Regions from separate parts of the Sus scrofa genome. Here all the other regions are linked to region 1. A link is a contact called in public Hi-C and HiChIP or PLAC-seq data. All regions are on one chromosome and are shown on one strand. Each heading gives the region's core, a stretch centred on a gene start, on an enhancer-like site or on the middle of the called end of the contact. The rest is flanking DNA. Distances are from core to core; before and after follow the strand shown. Region 1 holds the start of NFKBIL1 (NF-kappa-B inhibitor-like protein 1). Region 2 holds the start of MSH5 (mutS homolog 5). Region 3 holds the start of VARS (valyl-tRNA synthetase). Region 4 holds the start of HSP70.2 (heat shock protein 70.2).

Region 1 (3,389 bases), core at 426-2,925:
GGCTGCCCAGCATCTACATCAAGGCCCGGGTGTCGCTGGAGGAGGGCTTGGGCCCGGACCAGCCGTCCTGCAGACAAATAACGACGGAAGCGACGCTCTCGGCGTTGGCGACGGGAGGTGGAGGCCATGGAACTCTTGGGCTGAGAAAGAAGGAAAAAAAAGGCAGCAGTCAGGACCTCAGCCTTGGATGGTCCCTCCCTCTTCCATCTTTGACATTCTCTCTGTTCCTCCCTTCCGTTCCCCATTTCTCCTCGTATCTTCAGCAAAAGATGAGGGCCAGTCCTAATCCTCATCTCTTTACCAGATAAGTTTGAAGAAAAATTTTGAGGAGGGAGCTGGGGTCACATTTAATTTTTTTAATGAGAAAAGGATAAATGATTACTTTGCGGCTCATTGGCCCACATAAATTTTTAATAAAGGATTTTGTTATATAATAAAAGACTGATGAGGGAAATTTTTATCAACAGAAATTTGAATTTTAAAAAGTCACAATTTCAAATAATGATCTAGAAATTGAATATAATGTACCCGGCAGACAGATGTAGAGGCTTCTCCCTCTGGGACTTGGGGGGAGGGGTTACTCATCAGACCTGCCCCCCGCCCCCCTAAGTACCCCCGGAGCAGTAGGCCCGAGGCCTATGTTTAAGACGCTGCGAGGAAGGGAGGCGGGAAGGGCGGAGACACTCTAGGCTGACGGAAATGGCGCAAGCGGACACGCCGGTAAAGGGCGGAAATGAACTGAAGCGCGTTACCGGATGTCGTTCCTCCCCGAGGGGGGCGGGAGGTGTTTCCTTGCTCTAGCCTCCGGGGGGGAACCTAGGGAACTTAAGATAAAGGGTCCGTCTGAAACCGGAAGACTACGATACGCCAGAAAAAGCAGCAGAGGCAAGGGCTAGCTGGAGGTTGAACCCCGCCTCCCCCAACTGGAAGGAGAGAGATGATTCAGTAATAGACGAAAAGATGAGGAGAGAAAACAGGGGAGACAGGATAAAAATCACGGTGAAAATGCAAAACCAAAACCACAGCAAGGCCGAGAAAGGGACAGGTCATAAAGGAGAAAAACACAGGAAAAGACACAAGAAAATAAAGCAAGTGAGATGAATGGAGATATCTGGAATTGAGAAAGTAGAAAAAGGAGATAGAAATGAGAGGGAGAAAAAAAGGGGAAGACAAGTTGGAATTTAGAGAAGCCCAGCATACTCTATGCCCAACACACCACCCAGGATGATTGATTTACCTCCTCACCCCATTCTCAATCCTTCTATGTCTCCTTCTCTCCCAGATATTTCTCTCCTCCTGACCCCTGCCCGCATTCCTAGCCCTTCCAAGTGGGAAAACCCTGCACCTGCGACGACGGTTGTGGGGAGCTTTGGGCCTGGTCTCTGCTGCCCCCAGGCGGTAATTTTGGGTACTGCCAGAGGAAGAGGTGAGCGAAAAGGAGCAGTCATCATCAATCGGAGGATCAATTTGGGGGGCACACCCGGTGCAGAAGGCTGAAAGAAAAGAGGAGCACTAAGACCCAGGGGTAGTGGAAGGCTGCAGCAAACAGCTGGGGGAGGAGAAGTAGGCAGTGTGGGGGAGAGCCGTCTGGTACCTTGATAGCATCCGAAACAGCATCGGTCATAAACGACAGAAATGGCCAGTCAATCCCAGGGCATCCAGCAGCTCCTGCAAGCTGAGAAGCGGGCCGCTGAGAAGGTGGCAGATGCCAGAAAGAGTGAGTCTCTTCATTTCTCCCTTAGGAGTCCAGAGAGAAAACTGGGGGTAGGGATACAGCAAACATTTGAGTCCTTCGGATAACCCAAGGCTGGTGGGGAGGAAGGAGCTGGGGTGGCTTATTAGGAAGGAAGAAATGGGTGTCAGAATCTAGCATCTAGCTGACTGAGAGAAGGCAGAATAACTTTTCCGAAGGGAGTGACCCATACTCTCAGATTTAGTGGTGGTGGGGAGGGTCTACCTCCACTTTCTGTCCTTTCTTCTGTTACCAGGGAAGGCGCGGCGCCTGAAGCAGGCAAAGGAAGAGGCACAGATGGAAGTGGAGCAATACCGCAGAGAGAGAGAGCAGGAATTCCAGAGCAAGCAGCAAGCAGTAAGTCATGGGGGAGCTGGGATGGGACCCTGGGATGCAACTTGATAGGTCTATCTGGTGAGGTGTATACAGGGTGATTCCACAAGAAAAAAAGGTGGAGGGGTCCCCTCGCTGAAGGGGACTCTGGCGAGGACCACATTGCTGATGGAGCTTTGCAATACGTAAGAGAGTCTGGGAGCTTTAAAGGACTTGTATAGCTTGTGGAGGTAGGGGGATGTCACAGTCCATGCAGAGTATGACATTTGGGGTGGAGGGCAGAGTTTTATGGGCGCATGTGGTGAGGCGGTGGGGATTGTATGGTCTGTTGTAGGATGATGCTGCCTGTCAGGTCTTAGAGGAGAGGGCATTACGTGGCTCTCTTTGATGTCTGGATATTTCTGTGGATGGCAGTGGTTTTGGAGAGGGCCTTTCTTCCTGGCCTTGCTCCAGGATCCTTCCCTCCATGTGCCTGGATGCCTTCTTTCTCTGTTTCTGCTTTTTCCTTTCTCTCCCCCACCTCCCCCAGGCCATGGGCTCCCAGGGGAACCTGTCCGCTGAGGTGGAGCAGGCTACAAGACGCCAGGTACAGGGCATGCAGAGCTCCCAGCAAAGAAATCGGGAACGTGTCCTGGCCCAGCTTCTTGGCATGGTCTGCGACGTCAGGCCCCAGGTCCACCCCAACTACCGGATTGCTGCCTAGAACCCACACCAGGTCCCTGGAGGGCCCGACTCCTCCTTCCAGTTCCCCCCTTCAAAGAAATCCTCAAGAATCACCTCCCACCATGATCCTTTTCACCTTCTCATTCCATAGAAATTCTGGAAGCAAATCCAATAATTCTCCTGTGAAATCTATAAATATCCTGCTCAGACCTGAATCTCCATGTTCTTAATCCTTCACTGGGAACCTGTAAATCCCAAGTCACCCTCACCCAACCCCTTTGTGACAGAAGAAGTAGGGATGTGGAAACCACTCTGACTTCAGAGCCTGGTAGGCTTGGATCCCTCTCCCAACCCTGCCACCTGCCAGCTGGGCAACCAGAACATGCACCTTAAACTCCAGCTCCAGTGTCATTTGCAATACTGGAATAACAGTAATAAGGCCTACCTTGCAGGGTTGCTGCAATGGTTAGGAACCATTCTGTAAAGAACCTGGCATGGTTTCTAGCATGTAGTAGCTGCGATTCAATGACTGGCAACCTTGTGATATAATTACCATCCCCTGCCCACCTGCCAAAACCTAAACACAGCTGTTTCCTCATTTCTGTCTGTGGTTTTCTAATTCTACTCATTTATTCTGTGACCCTAGTGATTCCATGAGGAA
Region 2 (3,173 bases), core at 375-2,874, 180 kb before region 1:
TCTTAGGCGCTCTGTGATCCTGGGAGACTGTAAGAGAGGCAAAGAAAGAGCCATCAGGAGTTCCCACCGTGGCACAGTGGATTAATAATCTGGCATTGTCTCTGTGGTGGCACAGGTTCAATCCCCCAGCCGGGTGCAGTGGGTTAAGGATCCCTCATTGCCGCAGCTGTGGCTACACAGCCGCGTAGTTGCAGATTCATCTAGGTTTCAATCCCTGACCTGGGAACTTCCATATGCTGTAAGTGTGGCTGAAAAAAAAATAAATAAACAAACAAAAACAAATTTTTTAAAAAAGAAAAGAAAGGACCATCAGTCTGTACATCTAAGTCCTTGTGCCTCTGTTCCACCTTCCCTCTCACTCAATTCTGGTCACCTGGCTGTAACTCCTCCAAGACCCTTTAGTCTCCTGGAACATTCCATACTTCAGTCCTTCCCATTTTCCCCCTTTCGCTTACTTAGTCCTTACCAAGCTTTCCCAGAAATCGGGTCATATTCTCATCCTGTTTGGCGCTGGTAACAACAGACAGGGGATTGATTTCATCCAGAACTTGAAAGGAGAATGGAGAACAAACGAGTTCAAAGATTTTTATCTTTTGCCCAAAAGGAAATCTGTAGTCTTCCCCTTGCTATCTCCCTTCACCCCATACAATTTATTTCCTCCCTCTAAGAGTAGGGAGTGCCCCCACATTGGGAGCATAGATAGGAGGAGTCAGGCATGAGATTAAATCTCCAGCACCTGGTACACTTGCGGATAATAAGCTGAATTCCTAAAAACAACAAAGGGAGTCTCTTGGCGTCAATTACTAAAAACAACAAAGGGAGCCTCTAGGAGTCAATTAATAAAATAGATTGAGTCAGCTAAGGACATATGTGTGAAATACACTTCCAGCCCCATAGAAGAGGAATGCATAGCTCTGTCCTCACCTCTCTGCAGCAGCTTGAGGCTCTCATGGTCTGGGGCATCTGGCATGAAGTGGATGGTGGAGTCACCAGTGTCATAGTAGGCAATGCCCAGGTGTCCTGAATTCCACAGCACACACAGATGAATCTGTCCAGCAAGGAAGGAAACTAAAATTTGAACCAGGGTTGGGCCATGCCTCATTTAATTTTAATCATCTTATCAACTCTGAGATAGGGGTTTTTTCGTAGCTCAGTGGGTTAAGGATCGGGCAGCTTTGTCACAGCAGTGGCTTGGGTGGCTGCAGTAGTTCGGGTTGGCTCCTTGGTCCGGGAACTCCCCAAAATAAACAAAAAAAAAGAACCCCTCTGAGATAGGCATCAACATCACCATTCAGTAAATGTGAAACCGACACTCAGTGGAGGCAAGTAACTAGCACAGCTCTTCCCAGCCGCTTTACCTTCTAACAATCAGACGTTCCAATTAACTCCCCCTCTCCAATTTCCAGCTCCTGCTCTCCCGCCCCCCACATCACCCCAGCCCCGACCTCCGCGGGTTCCTCCTCTTCCTCCTCCTCCCCCTCCCCGAAGCCGGGCACTGGGGCCAGGCTGGGGAGGCTGGTCGGGGCCTCCCCGGGTCCCGGCTCCTGCGGCGTCCTGCCTGAGGTCGCTCCTACGGAAGCCATGGCCGTGGAGGCTCTGTGGATGCAGAAAATGAAGGCGGTTCAGGAGCGAGATCTCTCCCGCGAGAAGGAGAGGGTGGGGGGTGTGTGCAGAAATACGAATCTACTGAGGATTAATGGGAGAAGGCCGAGGGGGCAGGGCTGCGAGGGCCTGCGAGAGATGTGGTCACAAGTGCAAGGCATTTGGAGGAGCGATTTCTCGGGTATTTCACTAAAGTACAGGCTGTGGGAAACTCCACCCCCCCCCATTTCTGTCACGCAGAGGCTGTACTTGGCAAACAGCCTGAGAGCCCCAAGGGGCGAACTGTGCACACCTCCTCTCTTCTCCCCAGCCAACCAGGCCCCAGAAATCACAGCCTCAAGCTCTAGACTACCCCACTCAGACGCGGACAACTGGCGGTATTTTCCCGCGTTTTCAGTCACCTGGGTTGCGACGTGTGCAAGACCGCGTCACTAACAGCCGCGAGCAGGAGGTAGGGGTGTGCCGTCGGCGCGACGGCGGGGTGCGCGCGCACATGCCCCGCCTTCCTAGACACTATTGGTTGAAGAGACCCGGATCCTGCATAGACATCCAACAGAATGAAAAGGAGCAGAGGCCCGCAGAAAAGACTGGACGATGATTGGCTTATTCGCATATAGGGCAGGACCAGAACGTTCAAACTTCCCGCCCTCTGCAGTTGCCTAGCACCCAGGCCTCTGGCAGTCAGATTGCTGGGCTGTGATTGACGCGGGGTGGAGCCTGTGAGAAGATCCAAAGCAGAGCTTGAATTTAGCCCCCCCCCCCCCGCCCCCGGAACCTTATAGGAGAATCTGGAGAAGAGGCCGACCTTAAAGGAACAGAGACGCGGCTTTTTGATTTTTTTTTTTTTTCTCTGAAGAGTGGAGATAAGCAATAGTAATTCAACCTGTGCCAACAATTCCAAGTTAATAGGTATAAAGAGCTTAGAACAGTGTCTGGCAAACATATTAAGAGCCATTTGAGAATTTTAAATAAATACGTAAACATAAGAAACGAGGCTCCTATCTCAGCCCACATTTGCCTGGGTGCTGAGTATGATTCCTCCCACAGGGGTCACAGGGCCTAATTAATAATTTCGGCGCCCCAGGAGAAGATAGAACCATTCGAATTACACCAACTTCTGGCAGAGAGCGCTAGACCTGATAAGAATACCTACACCTCTACTGGGACATGCCCCTACCCCTACACACACACTCACACACACCCCTAAGGACAGAAGGGTGTCATTCATTCTGGGCCAGGTCCGTGGACTGGAAGCAGGGATTATAATTAAGTCCTTATTCCATAAGCCTGATTTTTGAGTCTGTGTGTGTGAGGGGAGGAGAAGAAGGAGATGGTAAGGGAGATAGAAATAAACAATCACATACTTTTTTTTTTTTTTTTTTTTTGTCTTTTTGCCTTTTCTAGGACCGCTCCTGCGGCATACGGAGGCTCCCAGGCTAGGGGTCTAATCAGAGCTGTAGCCACCAGCCTACGCCAGAGCCACATCAACACGGGATCCAAGCCGCATCTGCAACCTACACCACAGCTCACGGCAACGCCAGATCCTTAACCCACTGAGCAAGGCCAGGGAT
Region 3 (3,498 bases), core at 690-3,189, 230 kb before region 1:
TCTCTACCTCTGACAGCATCTGTGGAACCCTCCATTCTGTGGATCAGGTAAGACTGTAACAAGGGCCCTGATAGGGTCTTGGGGAAGGAGAGGGGAGAGCTTAAGGGCTGGGAACTTGCATCTTGTCTCTGGTTCTAATGATGGTGTTCATCTTCTTTTCTTAGTATCTCAACATCAAACTAACTGACATCAGTGTCACAGACCCTGAGAAATACCCTCACATGGTGAGTTGTAGATGGTAGAGATGAGGAAACACCTCTCAAAGCAGGAGGTCCCTGGGTGGATAGAGGACATTTTTGAAGCGTGTTTTTTTTTTACATTTGTGTATCTTTGTCCAGTTATCAGTGAAGAACTGCTTCATCCGAGGCTCAGTGGTTCGCTATGTGCAGTTGCCAGCAGATGAGGTTGACACACAGTTGCTACAGGACGCAGCAAGGAAGGAGGCCCTGCAACAGAAGCAGTGATGGCTGCTCCTCCCTTTCCCTCCTTCCATCGGTGATTCTGAGCCTCATGTCCCAGCTCAGGATGCCTCCCTCCCATACTTGAGGTGTTGTTTTTTTCACAGCAAAGTTTTTGTGTTTTTTTTAAGGGATGAGTGGATGAGAGTAATAATAATGGAGAGCTACTCTCCTGTATTGAGAAGGGGAGGAAAAGGAAGCCCGGGAACTGCGAAGCCTTCCCTATCCCCAGCACCTGCCTTTCTCACTTCTTCCCTGGAGGTGGGAGAATCTCCCAGGTCTTTCTAGGGTAGCATGTGATTCATTCTGGGGATGGAAGGAATCTGTCCCGCATCGGGAATAAAATTTATGATGCAAATTCGAGTTCTGGTTCTGTGTTTTGGGAAGGGGGCTAGAGAGTGGGAAAGGGATGCTGAATTCACCCAGCCCTGTTACTCTCATTACCCAAGCCAAGGCCCCAACCCGTCCTGTCCGTATTGGCTACCACTCTTCCTGATACAAACCGTACCTCAGTTGGACTGCATGCCCCCTACCTATGCAGCCTACCTACCATAGCCTTTTCCTAATACTGTACCTGCGAATGTTTGCTGTCCTTGTATTAAGGTGGAAGCTAATGAGACACCTAAATGCGTTTGATGCTGGATCTAGTGCTTCCCCAATATCTATTGCATATAAATACAAGTGACAACTTTCATTGTGGAGAGTTGTGACTGGGAATTAACTCTAAACTCATTTAGCAAGTAAGAGTTCCCGCCCCAGATGAGGGTTCTCAGGACGAAGGGCCGTTAGAAGCCATCCAATTCGACTCCCTCCTCCCACGTAGAAGGAAATGAGGCTCAAGGAGAAGCTGGACACCAGGACCTCGGCCAAACGGACCCCTACCCACGTTGGCGTCAGGAGCCGCCCTCCGCCGCCGCCGCGTGAAGGCCCGCTGGCACCGCCCTCCCGCCCCGCCCCGCCCCGCCCCCCCCGCCCCACCCCGCCCCGCCCGAGGACCCGTACGGGGTGCCCGCGGCGGCGCCTGACGGGAGTGCGGTTCCCGGCGCGTCCTCCCCGACCCCGTCTCCCGTGCCCGCGGCCCGCACGGTTCCTCGGGAGCGCAGTCTGCGGCGGGCGGCGCACCCCTGGGCCAAGATCGGCCAGGCAGCGCCGGCACACGCAGGCGGGGCACGGGCGCCCGTGCCAGGACCCCGGGGCCCGGAAACGCTCGTAGTCACAAAGGGGGGAACACGTGGGCGCAGATTGCCCGGGCGGCTGTCGCAGGGATCTAGGGTCACCGGGAGGACCGCCCACCATCCCCGCCCGCCGGACGCCTCAGCCCCGGTTGCCAGGCCCGTCTAACTTCGGCCGGCGCCCGGCTATGAGGTGGATGCCCGGCTCTGTGTGACCATCTCCCTCCAGTAGGTACATGTGGCCTGAACCCGCGTCCTACTGGCCGCGGAGAGGCTCTTTCGAGCCTCCCCACGCCCGTAGGGCTCGCGGGCTTGGGGAGTTACCCACTGTCATTGCCACTCCGAGAGCAGGGTCCTCGGATCTTGAGGCCCCATCAGATCCTCAGTTCTGGGGGCCTCGGGAGCCTGAGGTAGGGGAGCTACTCAGGAGCCCCCGGGTCCCTCGGTCTTACTCTGTCCCCTTTTCTCTTAGGGTTTTTCCACCTCGTTCGGACTTCCTGCACAACCATGTCCATCCTCTACGTCTCTCCTCACCCCGATGCCTTCCCCAGCCTCCGAGCCCTCATAGCTGCCCGCTACGGCGAGGCTGGGGAGGGTCCAGGATGGGGAGGAGCCCACCCCCGCGTCTGTCTTCAGCCGCCCCCGGCCAGCAGGACTCCCTTTCCCCCACCCCGCCTGCCCGCCCTGGAGCAGGGGCCCGGTGGGCTCTGGGTGTGGGGAGCCACGGCCGTGGCCCAGCTGCTGTGGCCAGCAGGCCTGGGGGGCCCTGGAGGTAGTCGGGCCGCTGTCCTTGTCCAGCAGTGGGTCAGTTACGCAGACACGGAGCTAATACCAGCTGCCTGTGGGGCAACGCTGCCAGCTTTGGGACTCCGAAGCTCTGCCCAGGACCCCCAGGTGAGAAGAAGCTGAGCGGGGGAGAGGGGCAGGAGGGAATTTCGAAGAGGGCAGTGAGCCAGAAAGATACTATGTCAGAAAAAGACTGGTCACCCCTACTTGCCATCTGGTGTGGCAGACGTGGGCAGCTTTCTTGACCTCCGGGAGCCTTGGTCTTCCTATGCCTATGGAAACGAAAATTGAGGACATGTTGAGAAGATTAAAAGATGTGTCAGAGCACATAATCTGATGCCAGATGCTCTGCCGTTTCTGAGTGAGGGAGGGCTCGATGGATCTGAAACTGATAAGGTTAGACGTTACTGAATTGTAGGAAAAGACTAGGGCCAGGGAAAGAAGTAGAACACCAGGAGACTGGTGCAGAGGCACCAGGCCTGGACTGATGACAGTTGGCTGGGGAGAAATGCAATGAAGAGGAGGGAAAGTAGGGGAAAAGAGAGCAAATCACACAAGATTACAGCCGGAAGTCTTTTCAGAGTGGGTCTGTGCCTTACCGTCCTTATAACACCATCTCCTCACAGAATGTTGAGCACAGGTTCAATATTTAGTACTTTTTGGATTTTTTTGTTTTTGTTTTCTTTTGTCTTTTTGCCTTTTCTAGGGCCTCTCCTGCAGCATATGGAGGTTCCCAGGCTAGGGGTCGAATCGGAGCTGTAGCCACCAGCTTACACCACAGCCACAGCAACTCCGGATCTGAGCTGCATCTGCAACCTACACCACAGCTCACGGCAACACCGGATCCTTAACCCACTGAGCAAGGCCAGGGATCGAACCCGCAACCTCATGGATCCTAGTCAGATTCGTTAACCACTGCGCCACAACGGGAACTCCGATACTTAGTACTTTTTGACTGAATGAATGAAATGACTGGAATGACTTAGATCCTGGCTTGCTCTCTCACATCCTGACTTCCCTGTCTGAATAGAAGCCCCTTCTCTGGAATTCTCTGTCCCCTTCAACCTAATTTATTTCTCTTC
Region 4 (3,529 bases), core at 656-3,155, 250 kb before region 1:
GGGGCCAGACCCAGAGCCCCCTTTGGGGGCCTGAGCCCCAAAGCCGCCAGCCCCGGGGCCACCCGCCCCCTGGTACAGTCCGCTGATGATGGGGTTACACACCTGCTCCAGCTCCTTCCTCTTGTGCTCAAACTCGTCCTTCTCGGCCAGCGTGTTGGCGTCCAGCCAGGAAATCACCTCCTGACACTTGTCCAGCACCTTCTTCTTGTCCGCCTCGCTGATCTTGCCCTTGAGCCCCTCATCCTCCACGGCGCTCTTCATGTTGAAGGCGTACGACTCCAGCGCGTTCTTGGCCGACACCCTCTCGCGCTGGATCTCGTCCTCCGCTTTGTACTTCTCCGCCTCCTGCACCATGCGCTCGATCTCCTCCTTGCTCAGCCGGCCCTTGTCGTTGGTGATGGTGATCTTGTTGGCCTTGCCCGTGCTCTTGTCCGTCGCCGTGACGTTCAGGATGCCGTTGGCGTCGATGTCGAAGGTCACCTCGATCTGGGGCACCCCCCGCGGGGCCGGCGGGATGCCGCTCAGCTCGAAGCGCCCCAGCAGGTTGTTGTCCCGCGTCATGGCCCTCTCGCCCTCGTACACCTGGATCAGCACGCCCGGCTGGTTGTCCGAGTACGTGGTGAAGATCTGCGTCTGCTTGGTGGGGATGGTGGAGTTGCGCTTGATCAGCGCCGTCATCACGCCGCCGGCCGTCTCCAGCCCCAGCGACAGCGGGGCCACGTCCAGCAGCAGCAGGTCCTGCACGTTCTCCGACTTGTCGCCCATCAGGATGGCCGCCTGCACCGCCGCCCCATACGCCACCGCCTCGTCCGGGTTGATGCTCTTGTTGAGGTCGCGCCCGTTGAAGAAGTCCTGCAGCAGCTTCTGCACCTTGGGGATGCGCGTCGAGCCCCCCACCAGCACCAGGTCGTGGATCTGGGCCTTGTCCAGCTTCGCGTCGCGCAGAGCCTTCTCCACCGGCTCCAGGGTGCTGCGGAACAGGTCCGAGCACAGCTCCTCGAAGCGCGCCCGGGTGATGGACGTGTAGAAGTCGATGCCCTCGAACAGGGAGTCGATCTCCAGGCTGGCCTGCGTGCTGGACGACAGGGTCCTCTTGGCCCGCTCGCAGGCCGTGCGCAGCCGCCTCACCGCCCGCTTGTTCTGGCTGATGTCCTTCTTGTGCTTCCTCTTGAACTCCTCCACGAAGTGGTTCACCAGCCTGTTGTCGAAGTCCTCGCCGCCCAGGTGCGTGTCCCCCGCCGTGGCCTTCACCTCGAAGATGCCGTCGTCGATCGTCAGGATGGACACGTCGAACGTGCCCCCGCCCAGGTCGAAGATCAGCACGTTGCGCTCCCCCTTGCCCGTCCTGTCCAGGCCGTAGGCGATGGCCGCCGCCGTGGGCTCGTTGATGATCCGCAGCACGTTCAGCCCCGCGATCACCCCCGCATCCTTGGTGGCCTGCCGCTGCGAGTCGTTGAAGTAGGCCGGCACCGTGATCACCGCGTTGCTCACCGGGTGGCCCAGGTACGCCTCGGCGATCTCCTTCATCTTGGTCAGCACCATCGACGAGATCTCCTCCGGGTAGAACGCCTTGGTCTCGCCCTTGTAGCTCACCTGCACCTTGGGCTTGTCCCCGTCGTTGATCACCCGGAAGGGCCAGTGCTTCATGTCCGCCTGCACCACCGGGTCGCCGAACTTGCGCCCGATCAGCCGCTTCGCGTCAAACACCGTGTTCTGCGGGTTCAGCGCCACCTGGTTCTTGGCCGCATCGCCGATCAGCCGCTCGGTGTCCGTGAAGGCCACGTAGCTGGGGGTGGTGCGGTTGCCCTGGTCGTTGGCGATGATCTCCACCTTGCCGTGCTGGAACACCCCCACGCACGAGTACGTGGTGCCCAGGTCGATGCCGATGGCCACGCTCTTCGCCATGTCGCTGGCCTGCTCTCTCCGCAAACAGCCTCTAGACTCGAAACCGGGATCCCAGACGAGAGCTCTGAAACCGGAAACCGAACGCGCCGCTTCTGCCCGCGGTGGTCCTCGGAGGCAACGGATCTGCCAAGGCTGCGCTCACAGACCGCAGAGGAAGTCTTAGCAGCTCTTCCCGGGCTCGCTGTTTCCCTGGGGGCGGCTCTGTGTTTATATTTTTTTCCTCAAGCCCCGCCTTTTCCCTCCTCAGCCAATCCCCGAGCTCGGCGGGGCTGCCAGGTCGGGAATATTCCAGAGGTTTCGCCTCGCGTCCTGCCCCCTGGCTTTCTGGGGCCAATCAGCGCCCTGGCTGCCGCCCCTCCCAGAACTCTCCAGACTCTTCTGGGATTCGCGGGAGGAAACCGGAGTCCTCAAGGGAGGGGGGAAGAGATGCTGTGGAGGTTCGCTGTTTGCACTGGCACCCTTGTTGTTTTTTTTTCCTTCCTCTTCCCTGGGAGCCGGCATTGGAGTAGGTGGAAATTGACCGGAAGGATCAGCATTACGCTTGTAATGGGGCGGTGAGAGGCATGTAGGGCTCAAATTAGTTTGTCTGTTTAAAAGTAGGATTAAGGGCTACAGGATTTGGGGACAACCAAAACAAAGTTCCCAAGTTTCTGGGGGTCAAAGAGCCTAATTGGAGCCTGATGCTGATGGAAGGAGCGGAGGGGCGGGACTGCCTGTCTGGGCTGCCTGAGAACTGCCTTCACCGTCCCTGGGTTTTTCCCATCTTGTTTTTAAAATGAGGACAAGAAAAGAGATCCTGCAGTATGGTTTTTGGTGTCATCGTAAGCCTTACACTGATGGAATATCTGGGGATGGGGAAATTTCAGTTTTCAAAAGGAAAGCAATCAGGCCAATAGAAGGTTCTTAAATGGGAGAAGGTTCCCAGCGCCTTAGAAGGGACGTGCTCGGTCAAGGGCGTGGGGAGGGAAAGGCGGGGCTGGACCCACCGCGCCCCTATCCCCGCCCAGAGCCGCTCCCTTTCGCCTGGGGCTGGACTGGGGCTCGAAGAAGAGGAAAAAATTCCGTAGAAAATCTGCTGTCTTTAAGCCTTTTGGGCTTCTCCCAGTTCCTCATTTTTCCCAGCCTGTGGTCCGGGGACCCCCACCCCCCTCACCTTCTTGATGTCTTCTTTAATTAGTAGTTCAGCCACAGATGATAGGTAGTTCGTACTTCTACTGTGTCGCTTGCGAACGGGGTAAACTGTCCACTGCTTTTGAATAAATGGATGTGGTGAGCCTGTGGGGGAGGGGGGGCAATGGTCCTTTCTCTTTAACAGCTTCAAACGTTTTATCTGGTTGGCACGTGGCCCATTTTAAGCTAACTGTTGGGCCTGATGCTCTAAAGCAGGAGGAATTCTCTGGACCCAGGTTCTAGCTCCTCTAAAACTTTAGGTTATTTACCCTGCACTCAATTTAGCCACACTGTTTTTTACTCCTAGATTTCAACTGTCTGCGTGTTACTTTCCCTCCTGTTTTAAATGCAGGCACTTTTGGTAATTTATTTTGGCCTTTGTATTTTCATCCTTTGTGGACAATGCAAGGCGCTTAAAACGAAAATATGAGAGACATTAAAGCAATAGTATAGG

What was found. Hi-C and Micro-C count contacts between places; a contact is called where the count stands out from the background. HiChIP or PLAC-seq counts read pairs in DNA pulled down with a chosen protein or histone mark.
Region 2: a contact with region 1 is called in a Hi-C map of liver, with 5 times the contacts expected there. The contact joins the promoter of MSH5 here to the promoter of NFKBIL1 in region 1. A contact is called at or near these places in 2 of 5 promoter capture datasets (fetal liver and liver), 2 of 47 Hi-C or Micro-C datasets (fetal liver and liver) and 1 of 2 datasets of contacts at active chromatin or transcription factors (alveolar macrophages).
Region 3: a contact with region 1 is called in a Hi-C map of retroperitoneal adipose tissue, with 2.0 times the contacts expected there. The contact joins the promoter of VARS here to the promoter of NFKBIL1 in region 1. A contact is called at or near these places in 3 of 5 promoter capture datasets (fetal liver, fetal skeletal muscle and liver), 11 of 47 Hi-C or Micro-C datasets (alveolar macrophages, embryonic fibroblasts, epiblast stem cells and 6 more) and 2 of 2 datasets of contacts at active chromatin or transcription factors (alveolar macrophages and skeletal muscle).
Region 4: an H3K27ac HiChIP or PLAC-seq map of alveolar macrophages shows a contact between it and region 1. The contact joins the promoter of HSP70.2 here to the promoter of NFKBIL1 in region 1. A contact is called at or near these places in 2 of 5 promoter capture datasets (fetal liver and liver) and 1 of 2 datasets of contacts at active chromatin or transcription factors (alveolar macrophages).

What each region holds. Positions count from the first base shown.
Region 1 is chr7:23,671,288-23,674,676 of Sscrofa11.1, reverse strand. It overlaps NFKBIL1 (NF-kappa-B inhibitor-like protein 1), which reads right to left and starts at 1,675. Exons shown (of 5, transcript XM_021098451.1): 1 at 1,595-1,675; 2 at 1,346-1,493; 3 at 1-140. The coding sequence starts at 128. It overlaps ATP6V1G2 (ATPase H+ transporting V1 subunit G2), which reads left to right and starts at 1,636. Exons shown (of 3, transcript NM_001145380.1): 1 at 1,636-1,717; 2 at 1,989-2,089; 3 at 2,595-2,768. The coding sequence starts at 1,636. The coding sequence ends at 2,768.
Region 2 is chr7:23,851,802-23,854,974 of Sscrofa11.1, reverse strand. MSH5 (mutS homolog 5) reads right to left here and starts at 1,624. Exons shown (of 24, transcript NM_001195358.1): 1 at 1,434-1,624; 2 at 925-1,048; 3 at 467-547; 4 at 1-27. The coding sequence starts at 1,583.
Region 3 is chr7:23,897,706-23,901,203 of Sscrofa11.1, reverse strand. VARS (valyl-tRNA synthetase) reads left to right here and starts at 1,939. Exons shown (of 33, transcript NM_001195378.1): 1 at 1,939-2,524. The coding sequence starts at 2,138. LSM2 (LSM2 homolog, U6 small nuclear RNA and mRNA degradation associated) reads left to right here. Exons shown (of 5, transcript NM_001123136.1): 3 at 17-47; 4 at 165-224; 5 at 339-819. The coding sequence ends at 464.
Region 4 is chr7:23,924,305-23,927,833 of Sscrofa11.1, reverse strand. HSP70.2 (heat shock protein 70.2) reads right to left here and starts at 1,905. Exons shown (of 1, transcript NM_213766.1): 1 at 1-1,905. The coding sequence starts at 1,905. It also overlaps a transcript of HSPA1L not described here.